4 separate regions of the Mus musculus genome follow, and regions 2, 3 and 4 are each linked to region 1. The links are chromatin contacts, called in public Hi-C, HiChIP or PLAC-seq and promoter capture Hi-C maps. All regions are on one chromosome and are shown on one strand. The core of a region is the stretch at or near the end of the contact, and the rest is flanking DNA. Distances in the headings are between cores, read along the strand shown.

Region 1 (3,217 bases), core at 271-2,770:
GCTGCCCCTCCATTAATAACACACCACGGACCATCTTCCCTTGGCCCCTGTTCATAAAGCCCCACCCTCCGCCAGACCCCTGTCACCTGGTCAGAAGCAGAAGCGAATAGTCCTGAAGAGCACAAACAGCGCTTCATTTGTCTCAAGGGGGTAAGGACAGCCTCCTGCGTTTTTCTGATTACAGGGCTTATGAAATACGGCTCTTTTAGGACGCTCCAGTTTTTACTCAGGATGTATATAGGTACGCATAGTTGGGAAAGCAGTTATTGCAAAGTTGCTCTTAGAAAGAGTAGATGCTGAAAATTATGAGGTCCTCTTTCTCAACATCCGCGTGGCCCCTGCTACTGAAAACTCGTCTCTTGATGCCAGCAGCTTTTTGCTGGATATAACCAGTACGCTTTTCTTTCAGGGTGCAGACTTATTTTAAATCACATTTAATTGTGTTTAGTTTTCGACCACGGCTCTCCCTTTCCCCAGTCCCTTTATGCACATAGGTCAAGGTTAGGAAGCTGTTTTACAAGAGTAATTGAAACAGAGGCCACAGCGGGGCAGCGCTGGGTACTGAGTCAGACTCCGTTCTTCCTGGCTGTAGGGGCTGCACAGCAGTTTAGTCTCCAAGATAGACACCGGAACTGCAATTCCTGGGCTATGAAGGAGTCAGTCTCTCAACTCTGTGTTTTCTATCAGATGGGCTCTGGGAGCTAAGGCTAGCCGGGTGTACTTGTATTCCGCTCGTTCTCCTCACCCTCTACTCCCAATGCAAACCGTATATGCTACTCTGTGTGTGTGTGTGTGTGTGTGTGTGTGCACACGCAAGCGCGCTCGCGCAACGGAAAAACCCTAGTAAGACACCACATCCTTTCTCCCACAAACAGAACCCTCCATGGACTCCAGGACCGCAGACTTTTAGAAAGCCAACAATGCCCCCTCCGGCATGGGTGCCTCCAGCCCCGCAGCTGTGCAGCCTTCTTTCCCATCTTTTCCTTTTTCCCCCGGCCCCGCCACGATCGGGATGCCACAGGCGATAATGTCCAAGAGAGGCCTACTTTGCATGGATGACCAGTGAAGGGTCCTGAGATGTGGAAGTCACAGAGAACCCGACAGCGGGCGCTCGGATGGAAGAATGGCGCCCTCCCCCGGCGATCTGTCTCTTCCCGCGTGGGCCCCCATTCCTTCCTCACGCCCACCCATCCCCGTAGCCCTTAGAGTCCCTGTGTTCAGAGAGGGGGCTGCGGACGCTGCGGATTTATGGTCAGGAAGCTGCGTTGACATTGAACTCCAGCTCGGGAACACGCGTGTGTGTCAACGGTGGGGAGGGGGGCGGGCTCGTAGCTGCTGGGAGCCAGCTCAGGCAGGGTGCAGAGCCCGGCTGGTCCCCGCCGCCGCCCGCGGGAGCTATGAGCGCTGAAGCCATTCATGATTTTGGTGACGTTATTCTAAGAGTGGGCGAGGAGAGGCGGGGCCGCTCGCCGACAAGCCCCGCCCCTCCCTTATAAATGCTGCTTCCCGGGCTCTTTGTGGGACCCGGAGATCGGTGGAGAGCGGAGAGCTTGGTCTGCACTGCCTACGCCGTTGGCAGCGAGGCTGTCTCCGGAAGGCGGACCGGCGCTAGCCCAGTACCCGCTCTCGGCTGCCCGCTGCTCTCCTCTGCGCCCCTGCCAATCTCATTCAGGACTCAGTGACTGGTTTTTTTTTGTTTGTTTGTTTGTTTTGTTTTGTTTTGTTTTTCTTAATCACAAGGGCGTGGGTCAGCCTCCCCTAGGACTTCATGTCTGTATATTTCCCCATTCACTGGTGAGTATCCTGCGCCTTTGGCGGCCGCCAGTTTAACCCGGGTGGCTGCGCAGCCCGGCAGCCTCCTAGTGCCGGCTCCGGGTACGAGGCCGGAGAGTGGCACGGACACCCAGTGCGGGTTAACCCGCCAGCCTCAGCCCCTGCAGGAGTCGACGTCAAGGTTGCAAAGCTGGAGGTTGGGGGAGGCGGTGCTGAGAGCATCCAGACAAAGGAAGTGAACTCGGAACCTTCACTTAAGTGGCGGCCAGAGGGCGTGGATATGGTGGCGTTGGGTGGGGAGAACCTGGGGTCCCACCTGAAGCCCCCTAAGGAAACCCTGTCCGCTGAGGGCCACAGGAGATGAGTCCTGCTTGGTGCAGGGGGCTCCGGTTTCCCGGGCCCCTCCCCTTCTCCTTTTTGTTTGCACGCAAGTCTCGGCGTCGAGGATGGCTGCAGAGGGGCCGAGCTGGTGCAGCCGCTGGGTTTGCAGAGCTTCTGGGGGAGGGAGGATGCTGGGGAGACGCTCTCCGCACAAACAAGCCACAAGCATCAGGGTGCAAACTACACCCTCACAACCCCTGCCCTCTCCGTTGTCCCTTAAATCCAACGCGCCTTTGTGGAGGGCCGGGGCTAGGAAGGAGCAAGCTCTCCCAGTGCCAGATTGGAAGAAGCCGGCCACTGCTGAGTCGGGGGCTGCAGAGATTTGCCTGCAGCCGGGGAAGATCGGGTGTGGAGGATCAGAGCCGAGAAGGATGGGGGACAGGCCCCTAGCTGCTGGGACGTGCGCGCCAGCTGCTTCTTCCTTCCTGCTGTGGTGTAGAGGAGGGGCGCTACAGGGAGGCGAGCACCCGTGGTCCTGGAGCGCGCTCGCAGGTGCCAGCCTTGGAGAGCCAGACCCGGGTCCAATGCAAGGTCTGAACCCGGGGAGAGCGGCGCTATTCTGCTTAGCCCAGGAACTCTGAAAGTTCGTGTTTCTCAGTTTAACTTTTTGGGCCCGCGCCACAGTTCCAAAAAGGAACAGACGCCGCTACAGGAGACGACGACCCTGGTCTTAACCCTGTAATGCTATTGACTCTCTTCTTTCAGGGATTGGAGGCAGCTTTTCCAGACTAGGGAGGAAATTGTTAAAGTCTAGCTTCTAACCCTAAACTTGCCCCCATGACAGTCACCCTTTCTTAGTCTCTCCTCCCCCTCCCAGTTTAACTGTGATTAGAGGGGCCAATGACTTTCAAAACAAAGTAAAAATCCCCTACACCTGAAGCTTGTGTACCCCCTCATGTGCAGACAAGTCAGTTGCCATATGGGTGAGGCTTTGAAGAGTGGTGGAGGCCTTGTGCTCCACCCCCAACCCCCCACCCCGCTCAAAATGTAGTAAGGTCGAGATGTTAGAAGCCCATGGGGACATTGGCCCCCCCACTCACCCATTAAGGTTTATGATTATTTT
Region 2 (3,217 bases), core at 417-2,916, 380 kb after region 1:
TTCAGCCACTATTAGATTTCCTCTGCCGACACCAGGCGTCACTTTTGGTTTTCCTGTGAGGTGCCTGACATCTTCCCCTCCTGCAATCACTAGGCAATGCTTCACTGCCACTTCTAAGCTAGGGACAATGATCTTCCCCCGGGGAACAGCAGTGACTTCAGAGGGTGTCCAGGCTTCCACCAGCACTCCAGGTCTATCACAAGACTGTCTGGAGCAGGCCCAGGATAGCCTTCACAAAGTCCCCCAGTGAGTCTGTTTTCAGTGCCGTTGCCCCCATAGGATAACTGCCTCATGGTCTGTCTTTCCAGAGAGAGATAGAGATAGAGATAGAGATAGAGATAGAGATAGAGATAGAGATAGAGATAGAGATAGAGATAGAGATAGAGATAGAGATAGGGATAGAGAGAGAGAGAGAGAGAGATAGAGAGAGAGAGCCTGAGCTGGAAGGACCGGAAGGGATGAAATAAAACTCACTCATCAGTTGTTCAAGAATTTTTAAAAAGTTACTGCCCCAAATACTTTATAGGCAGAGGTACTGCTGGCTGGGTGTGGAAATACACTCCAGATCCACACATATATCAGTTTAAATACCAGCTCAGCAATTACTAATTGCATGCTCATCTCAAGTTACTTCTCTTAGCTTTTAGTGTTATTTTCCCAGTGTTAGAATGGATGGTAATCTTTACTTCAAAGACTTATAATTCACTAGAGACATACAAAACACAGAGCCAAGCATTGCCTCTCAACTCAAAATCTTCAGTGCCCGCCGACTTTGAAATTCTTGGCTTGTGTCTCCTTTCCCCACTGGTGTAATGTTCATCATCACCACTAGATGGAGATAGCGAGGCATCTCAAGGCTTAGTGTCGTAGCCAACAGCACAAGGGAGTTCCAGGTCCCATCTCCAGTGAGTGTCTCCAGTACCCAGCAGGAAGCCTCCTGGGCCCCAACGTCAATCCTTTAAAGAAAATAACTGCCTTTTATTCTTGGTAATTGCATGTGCATGTGAGTTAGCTTTCCCTATTTAAGTTGTGGGTGTGACATAGCAGGTGTTTTGAAATGGCAGTACTCCAGCTCTCACCTTTAGAAGGTTGGTGCTAAACATGATTTCATAAGAGAAAGTGGCCACGCACCATCAGAGGCTATGGCGACTCTAGAATTTGTATCCTCAGTCTGAGCCAATTACCACTTCCTTCCGGGTGGGGGGCGGGGTGTCGGACGGGTTACTCCTGTACAGACCTCTGCTGCCGTCTAGGGAAAACCTTATCCCACGAGTGTCTACTGTTTTCCCTCTGCAGACAATGGCATTTGGGGGTGAACTGAAGTCTTTGCATGCAGTATCTGAGTCAGTGGCCTGATCTGTTACACAGCCATACGGGGATGGGGGCGGACAGAAATGACATAGGTGAAATCCAGGATTCCTTTATTGGGCTTTGGGCTACTCCTATCTGGTAAGAACTCCGTATTAGACTTGGGGAACAAGTGAAGGCTTCAAGGGCCATGTCAAACTAATTGAAGAAACTAATTAGGGCCAGACTGAGGCATAACTTTAAGGGACCCACTTCAGCCTCCAATGCTCACATTGTGAGTTACTGCTCTTGGTTAACCACAGCCCGGAGCAGACTTCTGGCAGGCTCTTTGCCTGCAGGGCCCGCTGTGGGGCTGGACAGTTATTGGTAGGTTCGCCACTAGGTGTCACTGTCTCACCAGCATCTGTCCAGGGATGATGGCTAACTCCAGGTAGGTGGAAGAGGTTGTTCATTTTCATGCCGATAAACATCCAAGGTAGAGAGAGACGCATCTGCTCCCATGCTGTGTGGAGAGAGCGCGGTCCCGCATACTGCCCCGGACAGTGTGAGTCGCTAGGGCTGTTAGTGAACCAGTGGGTCTTTTTCATGGTGATTAAATGCTGCCTTCCGTGCTAGTTGCTGCTTAGACTCTTAGGAACTTGTTCCCCAACCCTGATGTATAGAATAGACCTTAGAGGTCCTTGTATCAGTCTTACTTTTCGGAGAAGGGGCCCAGACAGAGAAAGCCTTCCCCCTAGGACATCGCCCAATAGAGGCAGAGCAGACCTGAGCCTTAGGCTGGGTGGTTCTGGGTTAAGGCTGTCTAAGCCACCATGTTCCTTGTTTTCCACTGTGCTCCATCAACTCTGCTCTTACCATTCACAGAGCAATCAGTGTATGCTCTGATCTTTGTTGCTGCCCTGAGCTGGAAACATATATAGACATAAGATACCATGGCATGTGATAGACCCAAACAGTGTGTGTCTCAGGGGCAGCATAGGTCGGGAGCAGGCGATTTTCCTCTCTTTGGTCAAGAGCTCTTTTCCAAGACTCTTTCTGGGGGCATAAAAGGGACAGTGGATTCAAAGATTATGGGGACAGGTCCACAAATAATCTATTATCAAGTGGAAGTGGTATATACATTCATGATCAGGCCCAAGAGGGTCCTGCGGGTGCAAGCAAGTTACACCAAGTTGTCTGAATGTGTGTATTTTCTCCTCCTGCTTCAGTGCCTTCTGCTCTAAAGCATGAGCCTATAGTTTTGTGGGAAGATGATGGTTCTGTGTGTCATACAGGAGCCACCCAGAAGTGGACAGCTGCAGCATTCTAGCCCCCTCTTTGGGACAACCGTGAGATGGCAGTGAAGGAAACGTTAGGAAGGACACAGGGTTGTATATTTGGCTGTGGCAACTCGGATGATACCCAGGTTACGGTCCTCATAAAGACCACTGGACACTTGCTGGCCCAGGAACCTTAGAAGGTAGAAGAGTTGAAGCAGCAACTATGACCACCAGGGGGCAGTATTTCACCACATTCTGCTTAATCCAGGACCATTCTCCCAACACTGAAGAAAGTTATGTCTTCTTAGGGAATTGCAATAATGTTCTGGGTGCAGAAAATGGATAGGTATATCAGCCTGGACTGAAATCTACTTCCCAAAGGCAGTATTGTTTCTCTTGTCGCACCTTATAACCCAGCAGCTATGGAGTCAACACAGCCGCAAAACCAAAGAAGCATCCATGTGTTCGCCAACTTTGCACGCAGGCAGTTCTTCGGTGGCCCAGAGTTACTCGGAGTTGTTCTCTGAGGACATTTTGTGGTTTCAGATCGAAGGATACAGAGTTCTAGGTATGTCCCATATGCAGCATGTGGGAGAACAACCAATGTATCCAAACCCATTTGCAGATGATGATGGCATGCCCCAGCGTCA
Region 3 (3,217 bases), core at 455-2,954, 360 kb after region 1:
GAACTGGGTTTGAGGCAAGGGCAAGGTGACTTGTTCCTCTACAGGACCACCGAGTGGGGTGTCATGGAAACTGTCCAGTGGGGATATGGCAGCCAAACCTGTAGACACTGCTTCTTCCCACTCCATCTTCATCATTATGACAAACACTGCTCCCCACCGATCCCCCTTCACATCTGGAAGGCCTGGAGTAAGGGTTCAAATACAATATCCAAGGGCACATAACATTATAAGCCAGGCCATCAGCCCAATAACATTGCGAACTGTGGCAGGCACAGCAGTGCTCCCCTGAAACGGGTCTACCTACCAATAACCCCAAACACGCAAATGCATTAGATCCAATAAGGCTGTGGGTGGGATGAAGGATGCTACCTGACTGCCCCGCAGATGAGGAGGTGGTCATCTGGATGAGGTAGGGTAAGCCAATGGAAGAGCAAGGGTCCATCTGCGGATTGAATGTGGTGTGCCTCCTTCCAGGCTTCACGTGTTGAGAGCTCACAGCCTGGAAATGGCAGGGAAACATTATGGAAGAGGCAGGAGCTAGTAGGAATTCTTATGTCACTGGGGTTCTGCCCCTAGGGGGAACATGGGAGTTGTGGAGTGAACTCTCACTAGACCCAGTTGTTAGAGAAGCCTAAATCAGTCTCTACATTGCTGCTTTGTTGTTTGAGGGGTGTGTGTGATTTTTTTTCCCCTCACAAACATGTTCCTGTCACCTACCATGACAGTCCCATCAGAACCAGTGAGTGCCAGTGCCTTGGAACCCCAGAAATGGGTTCTCAACCATCCTTTCTGCTTATAAAGTCAGACTAGTCATTCCAGTAACAGAAGGAAAGGCATGTGGAACCTTTCCCATGGAAGATAGATGTTAAAGAGAAGGTTACTGCTATGAGATTTGAGAGACTAGATTTTTCACCAGCTTTGAAGGATGAAGGGGAGAAGTGTGGAGGAACACAGGTTGTCTCTAGAAGATGAAAAGAGGCAAGAAAATGGATGCCACCATAGGGCGTCTACCCAAAAATATACCATGCCGGACACCCAGTCTCACTTCTGACCAAGGAACTCTAAGACAATAAATAAATTTGTGCTATTTAATTCTAATAAGATAAATATGGCATTAAACCCGAAGTGGGACATAATACAACAAATGTCACACAGCCTGTGGAGGGTCCATGGCCGTGTTGCCCAATGGCTGTACAGGGGAGGCAGATCTGACCCTACAGAAGAAAACAAGAAGTGTTCCATCCCTTGCCTATCTTCCTGTACTAACCCCTTCAAAGTAAAAACAAAAAACAAAAAACAAAAAAAGCTCAAATGAAACCAGCTCAGACTTCTGACCGGCCATCCGTGTAACCAAACCCAACCCTCCCACTGGCAAAAGAAGCTGGAGGAGTGGTGGAGGAGAGGGACACAGGACAACTTTCCTTTTTCCTGTGTCCCACAGATGGTAGTTGGAGCCATCTTGGACTTTGAAGTGTCCTTGCTTCCTTGCTTGTTGACCCCACCCCCAACTAACAGGGTGAACGCTGTCGTACCTAGGGATTCTGCAGGTTTGTGTACACTCTGCCTTCTCCAGGAAGCCTTTGGTGGCCAATATGGCCCACATTCGACCCCTTCTGGCTACAAAGGTTTTACACAGTGGCTTCTGTTCAGCGTGGCGTGGCACAGGAAGACAGTTTAACATACCACCCCTCTCTTCACAAACCGTTTCATGCCTCTAGACCACAAAGAGGAAGTATAAAGACACCAATTCTCTGTTGGCTGGTGCTCATCAGCTGGTATGATCACCAACCAAGAGGGCATATCCCAGCTACAGCCTGATATAGCCTGCTTCTCATAGGTTTTTCTTCCCTGATAAGTACATTTTGGCTTCACGCTTTCTTTAAGTTTCCCTGGACTTCTTTTCTGGAACTGCTGGAACATCTATGCATGAGTTCTGCCATGTTGTAATACATGGCAGACTCAGGCAACCCAAGAAATGTAAAGTTCAGTGACTCAGGCCAGACTCTTGAACCTCTTCCAGAGGACCGGAGTTTTATCCCCACCACCCATGTTGGGCGGCTCACAGCTACCAGTAACTCCAGTTTTATGGGGATCCAATGTTTTGTTCCATCTTTTGTTGGCACCCACACTCAGATGCACATACCTGCTCCCCATACATATAATAAAAAATAAAAATCTATACTGAAAGTCTGTTTAAACATCTTTATACATGTACATTTTTTAATCATAAAAATAAATATTTATGGTCCAATGGCTCAGGAGATTTGACCTTGAGTAGGCCTGTCCTGAGCGCTTCTCTGACTTCAGTTTTGCCGGGGCAGGTGTCTATCAAAAGCTTTATTCTAGTCGACTTTATTCTGTGGCTATGCCTGACTTTCAGGTTCTAGTCTACTGACTGTGTGGCTCCTCTGGACTCAGATAGCCCACTGAGCTCACTGCCTTTCTGGACTCCTTCTGATTAGGCAGCCCTGTATGATTAACATCTCCATTCCAGACACCTACTGACCTGCCTGCCTGCCTGCATATGGTCAAGATGTTCACTCAACAGGCCTAGAAAAGGATCTCTCTGTACCTTTTTTTATTTCTACCTTGACAGATATCTCATCCGAGTTAAAAAACATTTATCCACTAGCCGCATCCTCACCCTGGTTTTCAGCCTCCCTCTTCATCATCCCTATCGATCAAGCACAGAGACTTCAAGCTGATCCAGTCACGAAATTGCACATTTCCTTTAGGAAACATTGTCCGTGAATGTCCTCCCACTGCGTACCAGCCTCACGGAGAGACACTTAGAGCCTGTATGGGCCTGCTTCTTCTGGAACCATGTTCTAGTCCCCTCTGGCCTTCCGAGCAAAGAGGAGTGCCATGTTTGTCCTGGATCAAAGAAGCCTGCAGTCACTCCCCATATCCTCCACTCCGCTAGCTGCTCTGGGCAGTTTGAAGATTAATGAGGTGGCACATGTGCATGCGGCATGCAGAAAGGAGCCGGCAGAGAAAGTAGTAGCAGCGACCTGCAGAGATAGCGAGTGACTGCCACCCAATGAAAGATGCACATGTCCCAGTAGTGTTACGACCTGCAAGCAGTGTCTATTTTCAAGCTGCTCAGGATGTCACAGATTGTGAACCACTGCTAATTCATTCATGGCATTCCTGGGGACCAAGCAATGCCTCCATTTGGGGATTGGCAAAGATGGAAGTAGCCAGTAGGGTCAACTCT
Region 4 (3,217 bases), core at 227-2,726, 310 kb after region 1:
GCCATTGTAAGCAAACCAAACAATTGGTCTCAACTAACCTGTAGCTTCAGGAAGCCTCAGGGACAGAATAAGTGTGGGGGGTGGGGCGTGAGGGGGAGGGAGGGAGGAAAGGTGAGCGAGCACTTGTTTTCATTCTGTCAGCAGAGGGTGAAAGGAATACCAGGAGAGGCACCCTTCACAGGCCCCATTTCCAGCTGTGCACCAGAGTTAACAAGTTTCTGGGAACCCTGAGAGCTGCTCTGTCCCTCTCCCCCACAAGCCCCCTCACCTCACTCCCTTCCCCCACCCCCTTCCCCATTTCCTGCTTTCTGCCCTGAGGAGCTATTCTCTGAAATCTGCCATGCTAGAAACCCAAGTTAAAAGGACAGGGACTAGGCAGAGAAAGACACTTTTGAGGGGCTGGAGAGATGGCTCAGAGGTTAAGAGCACTGACTGCTCTTCCAGAGGTCCTGAGTTCAAATCCCAGCAACCACAGGGTGGCTCACAACCAAATGGGATCCAGTACCCTCTTCTGGTGTGTCTGAAAACAGCAACAGTGTGCTCATATCAGGTAGGTATATCTATATAGATAGATAAATGAAAACCAGGGAGTGATGCTTGGCTTGGTCTGGTCATTAAACAAACAAACAAAACAAGACCAACCAGAGGCACCTCTGTGAGTGGGGAGCTAAGGGAGCACAGGCCCAGTTAGAATTCCTCAAAGGCCTGGGGAGCTCTTAGGAGCTGGAAGCTGCCCAGCAGCAAGGAGCACACCTTGGCTGGCTCAGCAGGCAAGGTGGTTGACAGACACATTATGCTAGAAGGAGGGTCTCTAACTCAGGGGAAGGAGCAGACAGAACAAGAATGTCATTTGTAAGGCAGCAATTACAGCACTTGGAGAATGTGTCTGCCCTGATTAAAATGTTCTGTGAGAATATTTTTCTACCTAGTGGGGGGCCCCATGTGTCTTACAGATAGAAAGGGGAAGAAATAGCACAGTAGAGAATGAAAACTGCTGTAAGGGGGTTAATGATTCTATTTAAAGACATCCTTGGGAATTAATTAGGAAACAAATGCTCCTATGATAATATCTGAAGAGAGAGGCTGCTTCCCAGAATACTTAATGAGGCTTCTTTTGTTATCAGAGAGAACTAATACACAAAGCAGAGAGGATTGTAGTCTAGAATTTCAGAAAATAATTCCATCTTCAAAATAGCATATGTACTTAGCATTGTTAAATATACCATGGCTAAAAAGTCAACATCCAGGGGATAGAAAAGGCAGAGGGACCTATCAGTTATCTCTAAACTTGTGGGCCTTCTGGCATTGTGTGGAAACCCTGGTATGTTCCGTCTAGCGTCCGGAACACATACTGGTGACCTTGACGGTTCACTGTATTTTGTGGAATTTTATCACCACAGGGCAGCTGACAGCCCATCAGGAACACCAGCAGCTGCAGAGCAGTGTAGCAGTGGTTTTGCAGATAGGGACAGGAGAAACAGCAACTACTCTGGCCTTCTCTCTTCAGGTTTACAGGATTGTTAATCTCAGTCACTGACCAGCTGAGTCTCACTGACCCTTCCCACTTCAGGCTGTTAGAGAAAATTGCTCTCAGGCTCACTCAGGCAGAGGTATCCCCGAGAGAGGCTTAGCTCAGTCTCTCCATATCTGCATGTTGGAATGCTGATTCCATAATATGGTGAAGTTACTAGAAAATTTCTGCCATTATGCTTACATAAATGTAAATGTTATGCTTACATTTAGCAGAAGAAAAAGATGGAATAAATAAATCTATAGTGTATCAGTGACAGTATGTGCCAAGGAATTAGAAAACCTGCCATTTCAATAGGGTGGAACCGGGGCCTCTTTGATAGAAGAACAGGCAACATACTCCTAGCATGTACAACAAAGAACCTGGTACTCATTGTGGCTAGAGCAGGGAGAGCCAGGGCATTAGGCAGTAGGAAGTGGGAGCAAATAGTAAAAGCTCATGGATAGCACAGGGCTTCCCAGTGAGACAGGCAGCTACTGGACAGAAGAATAGGGAAGTTAACATGTTGTGTTGTGGCTAACATTCTGAAAGCGTTACTCTGCCATTACAGTAAGGAAGTGTTCAGGTAGCAGATAAGCTAGCAAAAGCCATTTATGTTCTTAATGATCTAGATGAGACAGACAGTGCAGAAAATAGGTGAAGTGAGAAGTGACGGCTTTGGGATTATATTTTGAAGTAGAATCAATAGAATTTTCATTTGGGTCTTGGATATCTGAGAATGACAAGAATGGCTCTGGAATTGCTGAGGAAAGCACAGGTTTTACAGAAAGACTGGGTTGAAGTTGAGTTTAGGTCACATTTATTTGAGATGCTTATTAGACATCCAAGATGATGTAAGATAAGTGGTCAAATATATGAGTCCAGAAATGAAGGACCAGCTGGAGTTACAAGTTTAGAAGTCAGAAACACATATTTGGTATTGAGGTCACCCAGGGATAGAGAAGAGGAGACAAACCCAGGGCATATGGTGCTCAGAAATCATGTAACCCAGCAGTCCACAGAGGAGGTGCCAGAGTGGCCTGGAGAGAGCTGTGTGACTAGGTGTACAAGCACACAAGGCCCAAGGGAGTCAGTGGATGTAGGTATGACAATCCCTGATAAAGAGTCGTGCTAGAGTGGTATGCTACTTTTCTGTTGCTGTGATAAAATACCATGCCCAAGGCAACTTGTAGAAAAGGATTTGTTTTGGCTTTCAGTTCTAGAGTGTAGGAGACCATCATGACGGATAAGCATGGCACATGTGGCAGGCATGGCAGCAGGAACAGGAAGCTGAGCAATCACATCTTTTACCACAAGCATGAAGCAGAGTGAGCTGCATGCTGGTCAAGGCTCTAATCTCTCAAGGCTCCCTCTCAGCGGCACACCTGTTTAGTAAGACTGCACTTGCTAACCCTGTCTCCCCCACTTCCCACAGTGCCACCAGTTGAGAACCAAAATTTCAAATCCCTGAGCCTATGGGAGGTATTCTCATTCTTACAACCACAGATGGTGAGGCCTCAAGCTTATTTGGCCATGATTGGCTCACTACAGTGGAGGTTGAAGGTCATTGGCATATAGCTCAAGAAGTATAGCTCTGTAAGTAACCAGAGAAATGGATGCTAGCTAGAAAGGAGATGAAACTGTGTCTAGAGGAGATGATGAGAGAAGTTATAAAAGGTGACAAGCAAGTTACAAGGACCAAGGAGT

Evidence for each region. Promoter capture Hi-C pulls out the DNA fragments that hold promoters and counts their contacts. Hi-C and Micro-C count contacts between places; a contact is called where the count stands out from the background. HiChIP or PLAC-seq counts read pairs in DNA pulled down with a chosen protein or histone mark.
Region 2: an H3K4me3 HiChIP or PLAC-seq map of pro-B cells shows a contact between it and region 1, with 9 times the contacts expected there. The contact joins the enhancer-like site here to the promoter of Lbh in region 1. A contact is called at or near these places in 12 of 39 promoter capture datasets (the 3T3-L1 cell line, the C10 cell line, the HPC-7 cell line and 6 more), 2 of 15 datasets of contacts at CTCF or cohesin (the NIH/3T3 cell line and large pre-B cells), 23 of 484 Hi-C or Micro-C datasets (the Ba/F3 cell line, the C2C12 cell line, CD4 T cells and 16 more), 27 of 115 datasets of contacts at active chromatin or transcription factors (the 230-238 cell line, DN3 thymocytes, the NIH/3T3 cell line and 23 more) and 2 of 9 other capture datasets (adipose tissue and liver).
Region 3: a contact with region 1 is called in a Hi-C map of B cells, with 2.2 times the contacts expected there. The contact joins the enhancer-like site here to the promoter of Lbh in region 1. A contact is called at or near these places in 11 of 39 promoter capture datasets (3T3-L1-derived adipocytes, the C10 cell line, the HPC-7 cell line and 7 more), 1 of 15 datasets of contacts at CTCF or cohesin (the NIH/3T3 cell line), 14 of 484 Hi-C or Micro-C datasets (B cells, CD8 T cells, the HPC-7 cell line and 9 more), 21 of 115 datasets of contacts at active chromatin or transcription factors (the 230-238 cell line, DN3 thymocytes, SST interneurons and 16 more) and 1 of 9 other capture datasets (liver).
Region 4: a promoter capture Hi-C map of the HPC-7 cell line shows a contact between it and region 1. The contact joins the enhancer-like site here to the promoter of Lbh in region 1. A contact is called at or near these places in 7 of 39 promoter capture datasets (3T3-L1-derived adipocytes, the C10 cell line, the HPC-7 cell line and 4 more), 1 of 484 Hi-C or Micro-C datasets (nephron progenitors), 18 of 115 datasets of contacts at active chromatin or transcription factors (the 230-238 cell line, the SCID.adh cell line, T-cell acute lymphoblastic leukemia and 12 more) and 1 of 9 other capture datasets (liver).

Annotation. Positions count from the first base shown.
Region 1 is chr17:72,916,785-72,920,001 of GRCm38.p6, forward strand. It overlaps Lbh (limb-bud and heart), which reads left to right and starts at 1,521. Exons shown (of 3, transcript NM_029999.4): 1 at 1,521-1,794. The coding sequence starts at 1,769. Gm30375 (predicted gene, 30375) reads right to left here and starts at 1,371. Exons shown (of 2, transcript NR_168598.1): 1 at 1-1,371.
Region 2 is chr17:73,300,620-73,303,836 of GRCm38.p6, forward strand. No RefSeq gene overlaps it. Among named protein-coding and RNA genes, the nearest start is that of E330032C10Rik, 51 kb to the left of the region's middle. Within about 2 kb of position 1,667, at least 51 of the 459 cell types and tissues checked have an H3K27ac peak or open chromatin away from gene starts, as enhancers often do. A contact at or near this core is called in the 230-238 cell line, the Ba/F3 cell line, the HPC-7 cell line and 8 more, where this site is marked.
Region 3 is chr17:73,272,332-73,275,548 of GRCm38.p6, forward strand. No RefSeq gene overlaps it. Among named protein-coding and RNA genes, the nearest start is that of E330032C10Rik, 23 kb to the left of the region's middle. Within about 2 kb of position 1,705, at least 82 of the 459 cell types and tissues checked have an H3K27ac peak or open chromatin away from gene starts, as enhancers often do. A contact at or near this core is called in the 230-238 cell line, B cells, CD8 T cells and 8 more, where this site is marked.
Region 4 is chr17:73,224,730-73,227,946 of GRCm38.p6, forward strand. All of the region lies in intron 5 of Lclat1 (lysocardiolipin acyltransferase 1), which reads left to right. Among named protein-coding and RNA genes, the nearest start is that of E330032C10Rik, 25 kb to the right of the region's middle. Within about 2 kb of position 1,477, at least 73 of the 459 cell types and tissues checked have an H3K27ac peak or open chromatin away from gene starts, as enhancers often do. A contact at or near this core is called in the HPC-7 cell line, the SCID.adh cell line, T-cell acute lymphoblastic leukemia and 5 more, where this site is marked.